Linked DNA regions of Oryctolagus cuniculus: region 2 is linked to region 1. Evidence: chromatin contacts called from public Micro-C data. All regions are on one chromosome and are shown on one strand. The core of a region is the stretch at or near the end of the contact, and the rest is flanking DNA. Distances in the headings are between cores, read along the strand shown. Region 1 holds the start of UGP2 (UDP-glucose pyrophosphorylase 2). Region 2 holds the start of MDH1 (malate dehydrogenase 1).

Region 1 (6,386 bases), core at 1,233-3,732:
AACCAGGGCAATAGATATTATTTCCTTATTGTTAATAGAAAGTTCCTGCCTAAAAAAAGGAAAAAAATATGGTGAGGTTGTGATATACTCCAAGACATGAGGCTAGGTAAATCAAACTAAATTTTCTCATGTTTCAATGGGGAAGTAAAAAGAAGGAATGAAGAACATTACAGACAATTTATGTCATCCTTAGAAGGCAGCATATGGTATCAGAGAAATCTTGCTTCTAGACATCTTTAATTCACAATCTCTATCATTCCAACTCCTCATCTCTGTATACAAACTCCTTTCCACTCCTTCATCTTTTTCCTACTTTAGATCTCTCCACCCCAAGTTTCTACAATGGTTTAATCTATAAATCTATGTTAAAGATTTCATTTTTTCAAGAATTTATTTGAGAAGTAGAGTTAGAGAGAAAGGAAGAGACAGAGAGAAATGTCTTCCATCCACTGCTTCACTTACCAAATATCCACAACGGCCAGAGCTAGGCCGGTCAGAAACCAGGAGCCAGGAGCTTCTTTTCGGGTCTCACAGGCAGGTGCAAGGGCCCAAGCACTTGGGCCATTTTCTACTGCTTTCCCAGGCCATAGCACGGGATTGGAAGGAGCAGCCAGGACTAGAACCAGCATCAGCATATCATATGGAAGCCACATCATGCACCTTGAAAGGAAATTCTAAAGTAGTTAAAAGGACTAAAAATACACACAGAAAGAACAGGGTTTTTTAGAGTTTGATATAGGCAATTGCCTTTTAAGCAAGCCATGACTCCATGGCCATCAAGAAACCCATCTCTTTCTCCCTTGTTCCCATAGATAAGTCAAATGATGCATTTCCCAATGGCAAGAGAGAGTGGCAGGCTCTTTTACAAAGAGACCTTTACAAAGTGTTTGAAGGTTCAGAATGTAAATTTAATTCTCTGTGTAAAGGAACTCCATTTTAAAGGGCATTATTCAAAAATACTTGGAACTATGACTTCTAGCATGCTACTTCTCTAAAAATCAGCACTGAATGGTTATAGCTTTAACCATCAAAGATGGGAAGTTACTTATTTTTTGGAATTTCTTGAGGCAGCAAATGTACACCTTTTGGTATCATATTTCAATATTTAATCACTCATAAAGCAAAATGCCATTCTTAGATAATACCCAGTGCTTGCTGCATTTCAAACCCATTTCTTTTCCCTTAATCTGCGAAGGTGGAAAATAACTGATCATTCTTGCTTATGATAAACCTTGCATAATTAAAGACTCATCATTGCTCTTTATCTTTTGCAGGCTAACTGTGTGAGGCCCAGTCTTTAGTGATATTTTATTTTGGTGCTAACGCTGATAAATAAATACTGCTTATTCAATGCTGGAATGATTTCTCCACTGTCCATAAAGAGCACAGAGATTCTGATTAAGATTTCCAGTCTTTAAATGCTCTACTGAACTATAAACATCTAGATTTTAGAAACTTCCCATTTGGGGCAAGTTAGTTTTAGAGCAGAGAGGTTTTTGGGTGTAATCCTTTCAGATTTCACATAAGAAACACCGTACTAATGGCAGACATTTTCTAGTGAGACAAATGATCCCTGGCCTTTGTTATTTGTTCTTAATTAGGTTTCCATGTAAATATGTGGAACTTAAAAAAATTAAAGTTCCCTTGTTTAGACAATGAGTCGTTTAAAAATTCTCAGTGTACCTTGCTTGACTAGTGTTGACCAAAGCCTCAAAACTCTTCTGGAAATATTTGGTTTGTTGCAGACACTTAAGAAACAACGCTGACAATTTTTACTCCTGCCACAGGCCGTCCGAGTCAGGAGGTGTAAGCGTCAAGTCCCAGCAGCAACAAGTGTGACTTTCAGGGCGCTAGGCTGGCTCTCTCGCAGTGCCCAGGGGTCAACGTGCCATCCTGCGCCATCCTCTTTCTTTGAGGACTTCAAGAATCTATCAAAAGGAAAGCATGCTTGAGGGGTAACTTCAGTCAGCTCCACACGGATCAGAAAAATCAATGCCTCTCATGGCACTAGTCACCGAGGCAACGGGGCAGGGGGGAGAGGTTGGTTCTGGGTGCCCTCACTTGACACTTCCTTCGACGCCCTAAGTCTCTGTGCTTGTTGGGCGGCCCCACTGCTTACTCCTTAACTCATCCCAAAGCAAGCGGTGAGCGGGAGTTACTGTCACCGAGGCGCTCACTCCGGGTGGCTGCTGTGGCCAGCTCGGGCTCTATTCGGTGCTACTCAGTCTGTGGTAACAAGGAACATTATTACGGCCCGTAAAAACAAGCACTCGTGCTCAGCTTCTCTCCCTTGCTGCGGGGTCTGAAGCAGACTAGGGGTAACACAGGTGAGACCTCCCCGACCGCTACGCAGCCGCAGGTGCGGCGTTCCTACGCGCGGGATTCCCGCGTGCGGCTCAGCGCCCGCCTCCACCGCGCTCTCTCGTGTCGCAGACGCCCCGCCTCCTGCCACCTCCACACCTCTCATTGGCCAGGCCCTGCGCCCGCCTCGGTTCCGGACTGGTGGCTGCGCCCGTCGTTCTGCGCCGCGGGGACATTTCCGCATTGAGGGGGGGCTGCTCCGAGCGGAGGGGGAGGGGAGGCGTTCAGGAGAAAGTGGGGGTTTTGGGTGTCAGCAGCCGGCAGGCATTTGGGCAAGAGGGGGTCAGCAGCTGGGCTGAGACCGCTAGCGAGGGACTCGAGGTGTGCACCTGTGAGGAAAGAGGGGGAAGAGAGAAGGGTGCCTCAGAGGTGACATTCTCTCAACCTGCGAGCTTTCTTCCTGGGGCGCCATAAACGCCCCCCAATTTCCCAGCTGCTAAAGGAAGAGAAGGAAGGTGGGTCTCGCCAGCTGCTTGGGGAGCGGCGGGGCGGGGCGGGCTTCCGGCGATCCCCTGAGCTTATGTTTCTCTTTTTGAGAAGAGTTCCTCTCCCCCACCCGCTGTAGCTCCAGAGGCCGAATTTGGGATTGGGGAGAGCGCAGGGCAGGCGGGACGAGAAAACGTGTGAGAAGGAAGGGTCGGAGCTCTCCCTGGGGATTCCGAGCGGGCGCGGGGTCCGGCCCTCTCCGGTGGCCCTTTAATGTTCGCGGGGGAGGGGGGGAGGGGCGACGTAGCCTTCGGCCTCTGCAGCGAAAAAGCCGCGGCGGGGTTTCGCCGCCCGCGGCAGTTAGGCGGGGAGCTGGAGGCCGCGGGTGACCCGAGGCCCCGGCCAGTTGGCCCGCCTGAGCGCGGAATTCCTAGCGCCTCCCAGTCCCAGGATATTTTGGGGCTGGTAAAAATGGTTCCATTTGCGTCCCCCTCCCCATCCCCCATTGCCGCCTGACCCGCCTGGGTAACTCGTGCTTGGGCGGGAGCCGCGGTTGACAGGAGTTTTCCGGGGTACCCGCCCGAGACTGGACGGCTGCGCTGGGGAGGGGGGCGGCGAGGGTGCGCCCCGGGTTCCTGCTGCAGCCCAGCCCCAGAGGGCGTGGAGATCGAGGGGCAGCTGTAGGTCCGCCTCTTTCATTGATGAAATTTAAGTTCGTGTGGTTTTACCTTTTCCGGGAGTCTCCGGCTGTGTCAGGGAGCGCAGTGTAGCCAGGAGTTCCCAAGCAGACCAATTCGCAGCAAGTTTCCGTCTTTTGGAGTTGGAAGATTCTCTAGGTGTACATATATCTTCTCATATATATATATATATATATATATATAGGAGCAAGTTTTAATCCGTTGAATGAATACTCCCCTAAGTAGCTAAACATAGGAGGAGAAAGAACTCGTCGGTTATTAAAGCAAGAGAGGAAGAGAGACCTGCCCGGTAGTGTGACTCCTCTAGAAATTAAAAAATTATAAATCAAAGTGTTTTAATAAAACTCTAAAATGTCAAGATTTGTACAAGGTAAGACGTGCTTCTTCTTATCTCCCGGGTTGATGCAGCCGAATTTGGGTACTGGCAGTCTAGAGGTTGGGTGGATGATTTGGAAGTAGAAAATGTTCATTTGAGATACCATTTGCGAAATCCTTTTCGTTAAATTGACATCTGAACCGCCTTGAGCTTCTGAGTTGGCGGTTCAGATAGGTATAATTTATACCGCTCTGCCCCTCTGGGTGTAGTTTTGCCTCCCTGAAATCAGGTTATGAGTACTTCAGCTTCCCTGGATAGTGGCTGTAAATGATGATAAAACAAGGTTTTGGCTACTGATTAATCCCTGCTCTCTTTTCTTGGTCAGTGTCAAGGTACCTGTGTAAGTGGGCGCGGACGGGAAGGAGACCGGGAGGGCTAGGGGAAGGCAGGTGGGTTTTACTGAGGACTATTGAGGAAGCTTTAGTGTTCTCAGCTTCTGCTGTTTGTGTATACGTGGTTAAGAGTCATTTATTGCGAAACCGGGAGTAACTCGTGAGAGCTGGAGGTCATTTCTACTGGAGAAATGACTTTGCTGCATTGCTGTGTTTATTTTTCCTTTTTTGAATTATGAAAATGTGAAGAAAGATTTCTTTGAAATTTGTAAATTGACCTCTAAATTTCCACATGTATATTAAAGAAAGGGCTAAGGAATGCTTGTCAGCAGAGCTCAGCAGTAAGATTGGTATGTATGTAGCAATGTGTGTGTATGGTGTAGGCACTGAAACTAGTGCTGCCTTAAACCTCTGTCACCAATTTGTAGTGTAGGATTTGCTTTCTGGTATGCAAGTAAATGCTTTCCTTGCAGAGCCCAGCAGTGTTGAAAGCTTCAGCCATCTTGCTGAACACACTGCTAGTAAAGTTCCCAACGACTTCATGTTAAGTGTCAATAAATGCAGCTGAACTTTAAAAAAAAGTTGTGTTAGTAATGGCCATCATTTTACCCTGGGAATAAAAATGCCCTAGTGACTTTATTAACTCTTCTTTAACTTTTGTGTCATAAAGTATGAATTTTCTGGAAACAGTTGGGGCATTCATGCCTGCCGTTAGCACCAAGCTCAGAAATGCCATTTGTCATTAGACTTTCAAATTCATGTTATACCTTAAATGTGGTTAAGATACTTAGGTTCTAATTAAATGCATGTCTTACTGAAGAGTAGAAAGGCAGAGGTTACTGTTGAAACTTACTGGTTTTTAATAGCAATAATACTCAGTTACCATAAAGTCAGTATTTTGTGAGAATGTGCTGGGGAAAGTAGACTAGTCACTTCTCTTTAAAAGTTAAGAATATTATTAGACTGAAGATGTTCCATGTAGTTATGTTTTGGAATAACTTGCTGAGTTGGTATGCGTTAATGGTCTTTAGTGTTACCACTAACTATCCTCATGAGGTTGTTTTTTTTTTTTTTTTTGTAAAGAGTGCACTTTTTTTTTTTTTTTTTTTTTTGACAGGCAGAGTGGACAGTGAGAGAGACAGAAAGGTCTTCCTTTGCCGTTGGTTCACCCTCCAATGGCCACTGCGGCCGGCGCACTGCGCTGATCCGATGGCAGGAGCCAGGTGCTTCTCCTGGTCTCCCTTGGGGTGCAGGGCCCAAGCACTTGGGCCATCCTCCACTGCACTCCCTGGCCACATCAGAGAGCTGGCCTGGAAGAGGGGCAACCGGGACAGAATCCGGCGCCCCGACCGGGACTAGAACCTGGTGTGCCAGCGCTGCAAGGCGGAGGATTAGCCTAGTGAGCCGCGGCGCCGGCCCCTCACGAGGTTTTAAATCCAATCACAATACTTAAGAATTGCTATATATGCTTGTCATTACTTTGTCATCAACTTTTCTAAAAAATGAGCTTTTTATTTTGGAATATATATAGATGTATAGAAAAATTAGACATAATATAGATACATTACTGTTAGCCACAGTACACACCTAATTCAGAGTACTATTCTTATGATTCAATCCAAGATAACACTGCATTTAGTTGCCATCCTTTTATTTTAAACGGTTTTTTTTTTCTTTTCTTTTTTGGTCAGGCAGAGTTAGAGACAGACAAGAGAGTTATAGACAATGAGAGACAGAGAGAAAGGTCTTCCTTCCATTGGTTCACTCCCCTAATGGCCTCCACGGCCGGCACTGCGCCATTCCGAAGCCAGTAGCCAGGTACTTCCTCCCTGTCTCCCATGCGGGTGCAGGAACCCAAGCACTTGGGCCATCCTCCACTGCCCTCCCGGGCCACAGCAGATTGCTGGATGGGAAAAGGAGCAACCGGGACTAGTACCTGGAGTGCGGGAGCCGCAGGCGGAGGATTAGCCAAGTAAGCCACGGTGCGGCGCTGGCCAAATGGTTTTTCTTTTAAACCAGCAGTTTTGTACAAAAAAGATAACATCTTTCCCCCATTTTTATAAACAAATGTTCTCTTGTTTTAAATTTTATGCTGCAAGTGTGAGTCCTCTATATGTTTAACCCTATGTGGTTGTAAATGATAAGTCTAAGATATAAATGATAAACCTGATTGACTTCTGTCTCCTCAGATCA
Region 2 (6,665 bases), core at 3,984-6,483, 320 kb before region 1:
GAGATAGACCTCAACACAGCCCAATTTATTTCTGAAAACAGGAGATTCCGGTCTACTGAGAAAGCATAATCAAGAGTAACTTATTAGGGACCAGCGCTGTGGCGTAGCAGGCCATTGCGACCATTTGGGGAGTGAACCAGTGGATGGAAGCTCGCTCTCTCTGCCTCTGCCTCTCTGTAACTCTGCCTTCCAAAAACATATTTTTTTTTTAAAAGTACCTTCTGCTTTAACTCTAACAAAAAATTAACTGAAGTAACCTGATGTTAACTGACAGTTTTTTGTATATTGTTCTATTGCCTTGTTCCTATGTAAGAAAACCTACTGTTGTCTCACTGCCCAGAGGGAACTATTATTCTTTTTTATATAATGAAGGCTGCCCAGATTCATGAATTGCAGTTAAGTCAATTAGATCAATAACTAAATTTGTTGTCATTTTTTCTTTCAACACACTTAAACTTCACTTCCATAGGTTAATTCTTCAAACTTAAGTATTTTCTTTTTTCCCTCCTACCCTTCTGTCCCTGCCCCAGTGCACACCTAAATTAGTGGCCAAGGTCTAGATGTTCTCACTCTTATCCACCTTGTGCAAACCATAAATTGATCCACTTCAGATATTTCTTGTATGTCAATTTTTAAACAATGACATAATTATATGTATCTTCAGACACATTTATAGGAAGATAACAGATATATTTACATTTATTTAATACTATGTTTTATATACAGAGCAACTGGCAGTTGTCATAATATGTAGTTGTTAGGGGATAAGAGAAAGCATTAACTGACTGTCATTACTTAATAATTCAAATGACTTTCTTTTTGTAGTCTCAAATATGTCAATGTTGAAATATATGCATAAGAATGAGTACGGGGGCCAGGACTGTGACATAGCGGGTAAAGCCACCGCCTGTAGTGCCAGCATCCCATGTGGGTGCCACCTCGAGACCTGGCTGCTCGACTTCTGATCCAGCTCTCTGCTATGGCCTGGGAAAGCAGTAGAAGATGGCCCAAGTCCTTGGGCCCGTGCACCCATGTGGGAGACCCAGAGGAAGCTCCTGGCTCCCAGCTTCAGATCAGCCCAGCTCCTGCCATTGCAGCCACCGGGGGAGTGAACCAGCAGATGGAAGACCTTTCTCTTTCTCTGCCTTTGCCTCTCTGTAACTCTGCCTTTCAAATAAATAAATAAATCTAAAAAAAAAGAGGGGCCGGCACTGTCGCACAGTGGGTTAATGCCCTGGCCTGAAGTGCCAGCATCCCAAATGGGTGCTGGTTTGAGGCCTGGCTGCTCCATTTCTGTTCCAGCTCTCTGCTATGGCCTGGGAGGGCAGTGGAGGATAGCCCAAGTCCTTGGTCCTCTGCACCCATGTGGGGGACCTGGAAGAAGCTCCTGGCTCCTGGCTTCAGATGGGTGCAGCTCCGGACATTGCAGCCAACTGAGGAGTGAACCAGCAGATGGAACATCTCTCTCTGCCTCTCTTCTCTCTGAGTAACTCTTTCAAACAAATAAATAAATCTTTTAAAAAAAAGGGGGGGGGGGGGGTATGTAGGGACCAGCGTTTTGGAGTCACATGCAGAGCTGCCACCTGCAACACCAGCATTCTCTGTGGGTACCAGTACATGCCCAGCTGTTCTACTTCCAATCTAGCTCCCTGCTAATGGTCTGGGAAAAGCAGTGGAAGATGGTCCAAGTGCTTGGGACACTACCATCTACATGGGAGACCCAGATCAAGTTCCTGGCTCCTTGCCTTAGCCTGGCCCAGCCATGGACATTGCAACCATTTGGGGAGTCAATCAGCAGATGGAAGATTTCCCTGTCTCTAACTCTTTCAAATAAATAATAAATAAAACTTAAAAAAAAAAAAAAAGAGTATACTTTGTGTTTGTCAGTCTAGTATCTCCAGGAAAGGACTGGTAATCCACATTGTTAATCGAGGTGGTGAATACAGCTGAATAAAATGAATAGCTATATTTTCTCCCACATTTAAAGCCTCCTTAGGCCCCTTACCAATGACATGTTTTTTTCTCCTTCCTAAGAAATAACAATTACTATGAAATTTGATTTACAAAAGAGTGTGTATTTAATAACAAATTAGTGGCAGGCATGCACATCAGGGAAGACCACCTCCCATATTGAAGTACCTGAAATGGGTCCCAACTATTCTACTTCTGATCCAGTTTCCTCCTAATGCATCCTGGGAAGCATCAGATGATGGAACAAGTACTTGAGTCTGCCTCCCACCTGGGAGACCTAGACGGAGTCAACCTATGGGCTTTGGCCTGGTCTAGCCCCAGCTGCGGTGGGCATTTGGGGAGTGAATCAGTGGATGGAAGATCTCTTTCTGTCACTTTGCCTTCCAAATAAATAAAACTACTAACAGAAAACATAAATTATAAAGCCAACAAAACATTTAAAAGGGTGAGCTCATAACAGAGATAAGGACACAGAGAACAAATATATCAAAATGGAAGTGTTATGGACTAAATTTTTTACCCCTCCAAAATTCATATGTATTGGGATTCTTTCTTGTCTGACAGGATCCTCTGTGTAGTCAGTACTAACAGACGTTGCGCACTTCACAGAGAACCCAAGGGCAAGAGAAATGCTTCCCCTAAGTCACTCTTAACCTTACAGCAGCTTGTTCTAGGTGATGCCTAGTTTAAGTTCAAAAGAACTTTCTGTGATGATGCAACTATTTCATATCCTATCACATGGTTACTGAGCACTTGAAATGCAGCTAGTGTGATTGAAAAAATGTCTTTAATTTGTCTTTATTTTAAATAACCACATGCAACTAGTGGCTTCAGTATCAGACAAGGCAGTTTTAGAGCCTAGGTTTAAAAAAAGTCTCAGGAAAATAAAGAATATGTGTACAATTGGCCCTCTGTACAGACTTTTTCTTGTGATTATTCCCTTAACAAATGAGCATAAAAACTACTTCTATAACATATACACTGTACTTGGTATTGTAAGTAATCTAGAGACTTAAAGCATATGAGAAGATGTACACAAATTATAGGCAAATATACACCATTTTTTATAACGTGAATATCCCCTCAGATTTTAGTGTTGGATGCAGTCCTGGAACCAAATCTCCATGGATACAAAGAAATGACTATGTTTCTTAACTGCCATTCTAAACCCTACATGCAAACTGCAAATGTGGCTCCATCTCCTACCTTACCTGCCTGGCAGACACATATGCTTGTCCTCATTTCAGGCAGCATCTCATCTGTGAAGTATTGGCAGTATAGAGTTAGTAATTCTTAATTATTACAAATCAAGTCATAGTATGTTGTCATTATTGGTTTACAGATCTGTGTCCCATGCTACACTGGGAATTTCAAGAAAGCCAATGTGTCAGTCATTTCCCAAGAGTCTAACAAGAGTCCTAAAACCCTGGCCCTCTGCGTCACTAGTCAATTTATTAAACCAATCTCCATCAAACCAGAATCAGCTCTTGATTACTTCACACTTGTCTGAAACCTTACAAGGAACTGGAACTGGGGGCTGGTCATGTTTTATGTGTTAAAGGATGTTATACTTCTGTGTACATCTGTAAAATCAGGGAAATGATGCTTATTAAAAGTCAAATGCTGTAGCTCAGCAGGTTAACCCACTACCTGTGAGTTCAGCATCCCATGGCCAAGCCCGGTTGCTCCACTTCCAATCCAGCTCCCTGCTCATGTGCCTGGGAAAGCAATGGAAGAGGGCTCAAGTGCTTGATCTCCTGCCACTATTATGTGAGACCCAGATGGAGCTCCAGGGCAGGTTTTAGCCTGGCCCAGCCCTGTTGTAGCCCTTTGGAAAGTGAACCAGTTGATATAAAATCTCTTTCTCAGTCTCTTCACTCTGTCTTTCAAATAAATAAATTTATAAAAAAAAAGTTAAGTGAAAGTAACAAGCAAGTAATTATACAGAGTCTGGAATTCAGGGCCACACATACAAATTTCCTAAGTTTTGAAATAGAGCTAGCATTTGAAGCTATGCAACTCATGAATTAGGTCACTTAGGGATTGAGTGTAGTTGAATACCTGTACCCCACTGTCAAGGACTCAGAGGTTAAAAAAAAAATTAGAATGACTGAGAAGGGACAACTAACGACATAGAGGAAAACTAGGAAAGCATGCAGTCTCAAAGCCAAATGAATACAGTGATTCAAGGAAGACAATCATCCCAGGCACCACAAATACTACTGATAGATCAAGTAGGAAAGCAAGGCCTATATTTCTTTCCCTGGATACCAAATCCTCCAACATGAAATAGAGAAAAAGTGAGATACCACTTTGCACTCCCTTACCAGTAACAGCAAAAAACCAGAAGTTCTAGCAGTGCTACCTGATGTTGGTATTTTAGTCATTTGCATTCTATGTACGCTATATCGGAGCATCACACCTTCCTTTTAATATCCATGTGAAACAAACTTTCATAGACGACAGCAATTCTCTTGGGCAACATTCATTTTAAATGAAAATTAATCTGAGGTTTTGTTTTTACCACTTGAGACTCTTCCTGGCACAACCAGTGTGTCCCATTCAGCTGAAACTCGTTCCTTAGACTCGAAGGTTTGGCGTAACTTTTAAGAATCACGGCGGTTTAAAGCGATACAGCTTCCGAAAGAGAACGGGCAAACGTGTCAACGTTCACGGTCGGGCTTAAAGTTAAACTCTGGGGTCCTCAATAAATATTTTTGACTTAACTGTGGAAGAGCTGCATTTTACAGCCGGGGGGGAGGGGGGAGATAGGTGGGAGGGTGCGAACGCCCTCCAGGACACTTACCGTGTTCCCACGCCCCTAACACAGTGTGCCGAGACGGACCCGCGGGCTGGAGGTCACCGACCCGGCAGACCCGCGCATCACCCTTTCTGGACCCTTAGGTTAAAAGAAAAATCCCCTGCCCACCGGCCAGGGACTCACCTGCCTCCGCTGTGGCGAAGACGCGCGGTGAGGGGCCGCCCCAGCAAAGCCCTCGTCTCGTCACCGGACAATGCCCGGGGAGGAACGTTCCTTTCGCTGGGGTAGGAGCCGGCAGGGCGCGGCGTGCTAGCCTGGTCTCCCGGGTCTCGGGGATCCGCTGCCGCCACTGTTTCCTCAGGTGTCTTCCTCCAGCAGCTTGGGAGCGCGCGCGCTCCTGCCTCGTCGCTTAGCAACCTGCGAAGCTGTCCCCCGTTCCAGACACACCAATCCTCCCCGCCCCTCCAGGGCACGGATACTTTTTTTAAAAGACTGTTTCCGGGTCGAGTCGGCTTTACGCGGCGGAAGGTCTCTTTGCCTCCCACGCTTACTCTCGAGGGAGGATAGTCTCCGCTGCACGCGTGTGGGGGATGTAGCTAAGGGGTCTGTCTCTCCTCCCTCAAGTTTCACACGCCTTCCCGCCAGCCAATTGCCGGGCGCCATCAGACAAGTCTTTCCTTCTGAGCGGAAACCATCCGCTCGTCCTCGTGCTCCAATCACAGCGGCTCGCCCTCGGGGACTATTTTGCAGTCGTCCTAGGGCGCAAGGAGAAGGATGAGACTAGAACCTCTGGTCGTGGGAAGTGTAGTTCAACGCAGGAAGGAAATGCCTTGAGGTGGCGTTAGAGCCGCGTCGGCGTAAACTACAGTTCCCAGAGGGCGCCGCGGTCTCGGTACTGCTTTTTCTCTCCTGCCCGGCTCGCCCTCCCCGAGTCAGTTCCGCGGTAGAGGTGACCTGATTCTTTGCAGCTGGTTTTTGCAGGTGCTGAAATTGCCTGCGCAGTTCTCAATCATGGTGAGTTTGGTCCCCCGGCTTCTGCCCACCCGCGGCCTTCGCAGCCTGGTGCAGGAGTCCTCGTCTTGAGTGACTTTTGGGAGGCGGCTCTGCAAGGCGCTGTCCTAGGCGCCGTTTGGAAAGCTTCGGTTCATCTTCTGGGGACTGTCGCAGTAACCCAGTAATGGGGAAGGGGTTGATTTCTAGCTGGGGGGCTCTTAGAAGGACTCTGGAGAAACCAGTGTCCGTGGAGAGGCGCGATCCCAATCTTGACGCATGGCGGGGTACAAAGTGCCAGGCTATAGGTTTTTTCCGATGAATGACACGGAGTTTGACGTGATCGATAACGGTTTGATGGGAGAGGAGAAGCTTGGGTCCTAGGCTTTTTCTTAAGCCCTCGGTGTTTTCACGGGCTTTTGTCAGACCCTGAGAGCGAAGGGCTCTTGACTTGTAAAAGTAGCGCTTACCAGGTGCTCCCGATTACCATCTGCGTTGTCAGGAGACGTGTTTCCGCCATATCTAATTTCACAAAACGTTATTTAAAACCTGTCCTTTGATTTTTTAGCAGCCCCAGGAAGTGTTGGCATCACTGGCCAAACAACTAGTGCGGACGTATTTTACTGCTCTGTGTTATGAATTCCAGAAGCAGCTCATTTAAATGTAATGCAACTGTCTTGTCATTGAAGATCTGGATCCCTAGGTCTCCATGTCTTGTCCCTGCTGGGGGAGGGGGGGGTTCTGACGTAGGAGTAATCTGCGCACGCTTTGAAGGTGACATCTGCCATCCAAGAATTTGCTTCGGTATTTGTGTTAATGATTGAGACTACTTTTTCTCCTTTATTTCAAAATAATACTAAAAGGGATGGGGAGGCAATGTTTGAATGAATTAGAAATTTCCCATTACTTGAAAAGACATGTTTTCAAGACACGGGCATTACTC

Evidence for each region. A called contact is a pair of places that touch in the nucleus more often than the background predicts.
Region 2: a contact with region 1 is called in a Micro-C map of ear pinna, with 7 times the contacts expected there. The contact joins the promoter of MDH1 here to the promoter of UGP2 in region 1. A contact is called at or near these places in 2 of 6 Hi-C or Micro-C datasets (ear pinna and an unstated tissue).

What each region holds. Positions count from the first base shown.
Region 1 is chr2:138,974,158-138,980,543 of mOryCun1.1, reverse strand. UGP2 (UDP-glucose pyrophosphorylase 2) reads left to right here and starts at 2,482. Exons shown (of 10, transcript XM_008254344.4): 1 at 2,482-2,816.
Region 2 is chr2:139,295,469-139,302,133 of mOryCun1.1, reverse strand. MDH1 (malate dehydrogenase 1) reads left to right here and starts at 5,233. Exons shown (of 9, transcript XM_002709844.5): 1 at 5,233-5,746. The coding sequence starts at 5,744. It overlaps WDPCP (WD repeat containing planar cell polarity effector), which reads right to left and starts at 5,050. Exons shown (of 18, transcript XM_051842860.2): 1 at 4,916-5,050; 2 at 3,183-3,230.